Linked DNA regions of Bicyclus anynana: region 2 is linked to region 1. Evidence: chromatin contacts called from public Hi-C data. All regions are on one chromosome and are shown on one strand. Each heading gives the region's core, a stretch centred on a gene start, on an enhancer-like site or on the middle of the called end of the contact. The rest is flanking DNA. Distances are from core to core; before and after follow the strand shown. Region 1 overlaps LOC112051626 (homeobox protein cut). Region 2 has its middle 140 kb from the start of Trnam-cau.

Evidence for each region. Hi-C and Micro-C count contacts between places; a contact is called where the count stands out from the background.
Region 2: a Hi-C map of whole larva shows a contact between it and region 1, with 10 times the contacts expected there. The contact joins two enhancer-like sites. A contact is called at or near these places in 2 of 2 Hi-C or Micro-C datasets (whole body and whole larva).

What each region holds. Positions count from the first base shown.
Region 1 is chr8:5,910,355-5,914,891 of ilBicAnyn1.1, reverse strand. The region is part of intron 8 of LOC112051626 (homeobox protein cut); the gene reads left to right. Among protein-coding and RNA genes, the nearest start is that of LOC112051623, 19 kb to the right of the region's middle. Within about 2 kb of position 1,886, at least 1 of the 8 cell types and tissues checked has open chromatin away from gene starts, as enhancers often do.
Region 2 is chr8:6,286,990-6,291,691 of ilBicAnyn1.1, reverse strand. No RefSeq gene overlaps it. Among protein-coding and RNA genes, the nearest start is that of Trnam-cau, 140 kb to the left of the region's middle. Within about 2 kb of position 2,766, at least 8 of the 8 cell types and tissues checked have open chromatin away from gene starts, as enhancers often do.

The sequences.
Region 1 (4,537 bases), core at 637-3,136:
AGTTAGCTCTTGACTACAATCTCGCCATGTAAGTGATAATGCAATCAAAAAGTCAAAATTCATTTATTTCAATGGCTTAGTTTACAAACACTTTCGAAACGCCCAATAAAAACCTCAATACCCACTCCAGCAACACAGTCTTTTTCTGACTAGTTGGAGGTGAATGGAAATATTAGTCATATTAAAAAAATAATAAAGATGTGGGAAATATTCTTTAAAAAAACAATAAATTAAACCTTACCCATAAAAAAAATATTATCTCTGGTCCGTGCCCACGATTCAAATTAAAAATAAAAATGTTCGTATTTCAAATTTCCAGTTCAAAGTTCGAGACGAGTCTAACTGAAAGGCATTAAGCTCGATGCGGACGAGTGTGTTCCCTTCGCGATACATTTGCAAGTTGCCAACTTTGCTTTAAACGCTTCTGACAGCTACAGTTTCTGAACCGGTCCCGATAATCCCGCCATTGACCGAACAATGGACACCATTTTACTACTTTAGTAAAAAGTTTATATTAACTAGCTATCCTGGCAAACGTTGTTTTGCCTTATAAATTTTTGGGTTTACAAGCCTCATCAAGGAGTATGAAAAATACATAAAAACCTATTCTCAGACCTACTGAATTTACATATAAAATTTCATTAAAATCGGTTCAGCCGTTTTGGAGAAGTATGAAAACTAACGTAATTAACTAAATACATAAATATTTGTTTGTCTTTAAAAAAACAGTTTTTCAAATCTTAATTCAAATAAGGATGTATGGAGCAATTTGTAATTTGTAACTTGATGTTTTTTTTTATTTTTTACTAACTTTATAATTCGTAAGTCAATAACTTAATAAAGTGCACATACGAGTAATTATGATTTATTTTATGCATATTATCCAGCTAAAATTAAATTAGATTTTATTGAACTCTACATGCTAACTATATGGTTCAATGGTTAGCCTTTGCAGCTTCGGATAAAGTGGTCCTGGGTACAATTCCCGGGTCGGCCTAAGAAATATTGAGGTTAGAGCTGAGAAATTTTAAATTTTTTGAAAAAAAAACAGCTATTTTTTAATAGTGATCTATAAAGAGTCGAATATTTTTTTTCCTATCCTCACCAACCCACGTGGTAATAATAGGATGATGATGAAGCTTTCATTTAATCCTTTTAAAAAAAAACATTTAAACTAAATCAAAACTCAAACAGTAACTCTTCGACACATCGTAGACCGGCAGTGCTGAACAATATATCGTAAATCACAAACTTCCAAACAACAAATAAACTCTCACCCATGGATAATCCCATAATTATTACTCGATCAACTGCGAGTTAAAGTCAAAATAAGTTAGCAACATAATTATTCCATTAACTTGTGTGATTTTGTCAGTACCTACATATTAAATAATTACTTAGTCTTAAACTAATTTTATAGGACCGTCCGTTTTTTAATAAGTTTAAGTACCTAATGTTGGATTATATTTGAAAGCTCAAGATACTATTTGAATATCTACGCCATCTATCGATCAGAGGAGACATTAAAAGCATTTTAAATTCTAGATTTGTGGTTTGTTCTATACTATTAAAGTCATAAAATATTCGTGTCTTGTAAAGGAGCCAATCATAACATTACGATGAGTGAGGCAGACATTTAATTTACGGCGCAATTACTACTGGCAGGGTAGCCACCTACCTACTTATAACAAAAGACATGTCTCGCAAAAACTCCCCCGGCACGGCAACCACTTAGAAAGCGCCTTTGAAAAACTAAATAGCCGCTTAAAGAGCGTTTATGCTGAAATAACGCAAAAAGTCTAAAATAAAAAGCCCGGGTATGCGATGAACAATGTACGCGCAACGCCATCTGTTGTCGAGTGGCGGCGAGTGCGTAGGGTCAAGAAATTATTTCGCCAAGAATGCTCGCCGGCCCGCGGCCGCTTTGATGGCTTCCGACGAAGCAATCAGACCTCTTTACGGGCATATTTATGATTATAATACCATGTCTCGGTATACACTTTATGATGTTATACCTAACCGACTGTCCGGGATAATAGCAGCAAACTACCTAATTGTTACGCGTAAATGTTTGCAAGCGAGACAACATTCGGTCGAGTGTCGTTTGCTCCGCTCTCACCTAACTTCTATCAGGTATTTGTTAAACTTATTAGATAGTTTACTTCCTTTGTTGTCCTATCAAGACAAAGCATCATTTAAATCATCATTCACTTCATCACATCATGCAATTCATCAAATTCAGTCCTGTAGACTGTACCTACATAAGTTTTCAAGAAAATTTAATGCATTGGTCGAGTAAATTTTTATTTGACTGCACAGTTTCGACTGCGAATTTTATCAATAGATACGAGTGCGTAGATGTACCTATAGATCATTTACAGGTTTTTTAAACTTTACTTCTTATCAATATCATCAGGTTCAAAAGGACTAAAGAAAGTAAACATCAAATTTTATTACGTATCTGGGATAGTTTAGGATATTAGTTAGTCTCTTAACCAACAATCAAGATTTACGCTATTACTACTTGTTCAATACATAATGAATAATTAACGTAATTAATTCACTTTATAAAACTGGTGAAATTAACACCATTTTGCGGTGAATCATGTGTCATCATGACAACCCAGAAGCTATCTGGATAAAAGGACGACGGCTTATAAATAGATGCGTTTAACGAATATATTGCGCGCTAGTCGAGATGGCTTGATTGTGATAATTTAGTGCAATCTTATTTTAGCCCCACTAATTGTGCTGAGGACGCAATGATACGGACTTTTGGCATCAGATATGAATGAACCTATATGTGTCATAGGCACAGTAGGTGCAATGTAAGCGAAACAATCGTATTTACCAATAGACTAATGAGACTTTTTTTTAAACTTTCCGACTTTGGGTTCTGGCCTTTTTAAGATGTCATTTATGTAGGTATGTCTAGCCAATGCATTTTGTGCAATAATTATAAAAAATCTTACAGGTAATCGGCCTCGCGAATTTTATTTAAGAGTTTGTTACCTAAGTTAATGGAATTTAACGTACAGTAAACGTCCTCATATAATATCGAAACCTTCTTTAACAAAAAAATTAACAATAGGTACATACGAGTATTATCACTGTAAGTTGGTACCTTGGTACATTTACAGTTTATATAGGTACGACCAACTCCGTGAAGTAAATGTGCCACATGTATTTTTACATTTGTTTATGACTGTTTTAGATGTGTGTTCAACATTAAATGCGATTTCCAATAAAGCTCTTCAACATATTAAGGGCACATTACTCGTCGTGCGTCGACCGGCAATTATTTTATAAGCGGTAACCGCACTATCGTAAACACATCCCCGCCCACGCGATGTTTCGATTCCACAAAAGCGATCATTTAAAACGAATCCCGAAATTCGGTGTGAACAAAACAGCTATTATTATTGTGGGATAAATCACTTCAAAAAGGTTGATTTATTTGTAGTTTGCGCAATAAGAGTTATTGTTACCACATACACTTGGCAAGCGCCTTTTACCCAAAATAATGGAACCGGTGATTTAATGGCAACACACAACAATCAAATTTGACACATCGAAAAATTTTAATTGAAACGGGTTACCTGCTCTACTGTAATCTTTAAACATCATGGGAATCAGAAGTACAAACAAATAAATGTGACACGTTAGCGATAAATTAATGACACGCCTATCTTGAGAAGCGTATATTTCACAGATCTGTCGCAGAAGATGGGCTGTTTAACTTGTCAGTTCGGCGCGATTTGTGAGACGCCATTTTACATCTTTACCCTGCCTCGTGTAATTAGTTACAATTAATGTGTGGGCTATGAGTCGCTATTACGAAATAAGAATCAATTTATAAAAAAATGTAACACGGTAATTATCTTAATTACCTATATATGAAAATAAAAAATCTATAAATATAAAATTGCTTGTTAAGTCAATAATGTAAACTAAAAACCACCCACGTAAATCTACAAATCATTTTTAATTGTAAAGAATCAAGACGTATAATTTCTCGCTTCATTTTCTTGACATTAAATAAAAACTCTATTTGTTATCTATGGTCATAACCGGTGGTCTATGGATAATATATGTGACGAGGTTTAATTACACGGATAAGAATAAAGAAAGGCAGTTGCACACGGTAGCACGTTGCCTTGCGTGCTCCGCCGCAATCAATCGCCGTAACAATCAATAAACTGCCGTGAAAATCAATACAAATAACCGCGTGACAAACATTTCTATTCAATTTTAAACCAATCCTCTTCAAATAAAACGTATTTTGTTTATTCAATGACAAGTTACCTACCTAAGCCTTTGACTGCGATCACACCTGATGTTATGTGAAGTCTAACAGTGAGATTCATAGACGTTGTAGGGGCACCCCCAGGGGATCATTCAGCCGCTGAGTGTCAAATTTAACCTTTATTTGTTTGAGAATTTGACACTAAACGGGTGAATTATCCCCTGGGGGTGCCCCTACAACGACTATGAATTCCACTGTAAGATGGTACTCGTACTTAGAAGAGGCGCAATT
Region 2 (4,702 bases), core at 1,517-4,016, 380 kb before region 1:
GACCCCGTGTAACGAGAATATGCGAGGTGTAAGAAGAAGATTGCTGATAAAGTTATTGTATATACATATATATTTTAAAATCGTAATAGACAAATTTTTAGTAAATTGTGCAAAACATTGTGCATATTTTCCCAAAACGGGTATCAGTATCTGGCAAATCCGATAATGTGCGAGTACAAAGTTGCTGTAACCGCGAAAAACCCATTTTGCCGCTCGATATAACACCCGTATCAAGATGGCAGCAATTAAAGGTAGGGGTACGATGTGTGGCTTACACGACAATTTTTTTAATGGATGCGGTATATAAAAATCTCTATTATAGTATTACTTCAAATATTATTACTTAACGCGTTTTATTCTGAAAGTACGTATTTATAATAGAGATCTAGATATAAGAAACAGTAAAATTTAATCTACATTCTAGATTAGACGAATGCCAATTTAAAATTATTTTTTATTATTAGTAAGAATACTCATAGACAATACATACCCATTCTTAACACATAATGTATAACATTGATAGTTTTTGTTTGTTACGTTTGCTATATCTATTTTGTATCATTAGGTCATACTCCAGCCTGCCGACTAAATGCAGTTTATGGACTGCTAGCCTCTAGAGATCATTGTAGAGAATTTTGAGATACATAGAAATAGGTTTAATAATTATTTTTATTTGATTATAACGTACATTGATGCGTGCCCGGGACATAGATAACTCCTAACCTTTCAAATAAATAATGAGTGTGTAACCCATCAGACTATCTTTGAAATCACAGGCCTCAAAGTTAGACAAAAGTTAGAAAAATTAAGTCAAAATCCATCCAGTTATAGCGGATTTTTTTCACCTTGAAGTTATTTGTGACCATAATATACCCTACCTTTGAAAAGACAAGTTTTTACAAACTCAGACTAGTTCTAACCTGCCAAATAAAAATGAATCTTCGTCTTAATCCATCAAGTTTTCACAGATTTCAGGCTTCAAGTTATAAATGCGTGCCCAGGATATAACTGCCAACCTTACAATCTACAGTCGAAGTCTCTTCGATTAATCTATCAGCCTATAAAGACCTTTCACCTAATACCACAACAATATCACCAAAATGCCACCTCCATCTACATTCCCACATCGGCATAAAAACAGAATTGCGCGCAGTTTTTACGGCATTCGGCGGAACCGTATGACTAGACGCGGCGGATCATTAATCTCCAACTTCAGATGGGATGCGAGCTGGCGATAAAAATTACTACCAGCATATTCCCGCCATATTTCCCTGTAAAATCAAAACGCTCGAAACTAATCTTTGTCAATGGCGCGCGCCTAATTGCTTTAGATGAAACGGGGCTTCTGAAAAAAGTGCAGACACGATTATTATTTGGGTCGAAGATCGTTCTTTATCTCGTAATGTTTTGAGATATATGTGCCGATGCTGATCTATGATATTTGCTCTCAAATTTTAAATATTTACAGTAAAAAAACAAAAAATTAAATCGAAACGAAAATTAAAATGTGCGATATTTTAAGGCTATTATTATAAAGAAGATAAAAGGGCTATTATTATAGAGGCCGTGATAGCCCAGTGGAGTGTGACCTCTGCCTCCCATTCCGGAGGGTGTGGGTTCGAATCCGGTCTGGGGCATGCACCTCCAACTTTTCAGTTGTGTGTATTTTAAAGAAATTAAATATCACGTGTCTCAATCGGTGAAGGAAAACATCGTGAGGAAACCTGATAACAGAGAATTATCTTAATTCTCTGCGTGTGTGAAGTCTGCCAATCCGCATTGGGCCAGCGTGGTGGACTAATGACCTTACCCCTCTCGTTCTGAGAGGAGACTCGAGCTCAGCAGTGAGCCGAATATGGGTTGATGACGTATTATAAAGAAGTTTTACTTTTTATTTTTTTATTGTAATTGTGCTTCTGTACTATAAAAGCTTTATATCAAATGTATATCTATGTACTGGAAGTAATAATAAGGAAGTGATAGTAATAATAAGGTAAGTAATAAGGCTTGTTGTCTCTAAACACTTAGGTAGGTACTTAGAGGAAATATTGGCTTCAATTTTATTCTTGGAAAGAAAGTTACTGAGCAAGAGACAGCACGGTCTCCCAAGACTAATGATTAGACATTTTTTTACATTAGTTAAGAAAGTTTACTAGACTGAACTACATATAATCAGAAAGATGAGTTATTCGAATATCAAATAATTGGATACCTACAGCTAGAAATGGTTCAGTGATAATGAGTGAAGAGAAATGTTATAGTATTGAGATATACGAGTACATTATGTTTCCCTAGATCTACTCTTTAGCTGTATAGGAATACATTTCCTTATAAACTCAGAAAATTCTACAATACAAAAATTAATGTTTCTATTAATTTTTGCCTCGAAATAAATTGTTAAATAAATTATTTTTATTTCTTCTTTAATCTTTAACATATACATGCGAAAGGTTTCGTCACGAAATCTCGAAAACCTTCTTGTTGTACAAAGCTGAAATTTGGCAGGAAGGTAGTTTATAGTTAGTAGGTATCCACTGAGAACGGATTTTGCGATAGAGCCGGATTAAAGAGGTCTAATCGGACGTAGTCGTGGGCGTCCGCTAGTGTTATTATATCTATAGGTAAGTTAGTTCGTGAAAATGCCGATCGTAGACAAGAGCAATCAAGATCCGTCATTACCGTGTCAACGACTCTAACCCCATGAGGGATCACGTACAGTCGTGACTCAATGCAATAAAACATTTTTGAATATCCGTAGCTCCCACGTTCAAAGTTAAGGTGATTTCCCATGGTGCGTTGAAGTGCGAACAGAGCCGCGCCGAGCTCTTTGATACACTTTTGCTGTGAAGTAATATATTTTCTAAGTTCATGTTATATCTGGTAAACTATTTGATTATTTGTGCTAGTGATTCGAATAATAAATCAATATGTTATAGACATGACAAGAATAGGACAGAGACGTTTATGTTATTTTAAATAGAGTTTGTCATAGGCTTGGTTTTAAGCGTCAAGTTTGACTATTGTAGAGATTCTACCGCCAGTTCTGAAGGCAGTATCTACTGAAAAGAGTCATCAAGAAAGTCATATTATTTACAATATTCTGGTAAACTATTTGATTATTTGTGCTAGTGATTCGAATAATACATCAATACGTTATATACATGACAAGAATATGACAGAGACGTTAATGTTATTTTAAATAGAGTTTTTCATAGGCTTAGTTTTAAGCGTCAAGTTTTGACTATTATAGAGATTCTACCGCCAGTTCTGAAGGCATTATTCAGTTCTTTTCAGTTTCTACTGAAAAGAGCCAATACAATATTTATAATATTGAAGACATTATTCATAATATCTGTGTCTGTGACTGAAAATCTGATTCATAATTAATGAAAATTTATCGATCTCCTTTAATAACGAAGTATGCAGTGTAGATGTAATTATCGAAGAGGTACTTTTAGTAGAAGAAAGAAAGTAAACTGTGCTTGTAAATAGCGCTTTCTGAGTTAAGGTTATGTTCGCGTTATAAAGGCCTATGGGAGGTCACCTTAAATAAAGATAATTTTAAATACAAAAGGCCTCAGCACGCGGTGTAATCGCGAAGTCAAACTCACGATGAGATAAAAATCATGCGCTTGAGCGGAGCAAGTTGTTTTCATTATCAGATCGATGGGGGCGTGGTCTGTCCTCTAACTACCCATCTCCCTCTCCCCAATATATTGGTCACTCAATATCGCTCCGCGGAAAGAGACGGACAATTTCACGCTTGATCGATTGAAGGCTCTCTATATCATGTCCATATGTTCCTGGAAGGACAACTAGTTTTAAAATGTCATGACGGCTTAAGGCTTTTGCAAAAATGTTAAGTTTTATGCGAATTTCGTTTGCTATAATAATAAAATTGTTCTTTGGGCTTCTGTATGTATGCTATCGTTGCGTGTAATCTTAAGCGTTCATTATATTAGCCTTGATCCGCGGCAGTTCATTAACATAATCGTAGTGGTTAACAAGTTCATTAGTACTTGTAGTAGGCTTAAATAAAAATATGATAATAGACGTTGGGGTCCAAAGTGCTGGAATGGCGAAAGCGCAGTGTTGGTCGACCCTCCACTAGGTGGACCGAAAACATCAAGTGGGTTGCAGGGAGCCGCTGGATGCTGGCGGCTCGAGACCGTTTTGTTTGGAAGTCCATGCAAGAGGCCTATGTCCAGCTGTGGACGTCCATCAGCTGATAATGATGAAGGTCTTAGATTGGATACGTATAAAACTCTCACAACTTTAAGTTCACAACTTTAAATATAGCCATTAGACTTTACAAAAATAAACATTTGAATACTAGCTGACACCGTGTGGTTTCACCCGCATGGTTACCATTCCCGTAGGAATACGTGGATAATATATATCCTATTAGTGTGATAGCCCTATAGCCTTCCTCGATAAATGGGCTATCTAACACTGAAAGATTTTTTCTAATCGGACCAGCATTTCCTGAGATTAGCGCGTTGAATCCAACAAACAAACAAACAATACAAACAAACTAACTCTTTAGTATAGATTATACCTACCGGTAAAACTCTTTTAGCAAAGTTGGATGCAAATGAAGTTTTGGATTAGACTGCATCAGTATTTTCCAACATTATTCAAGAAAAATAGCGCCTTTTTTTGTTTGTTTGTTTTTAAATATTTTAAAAGTATTTACAAAAAC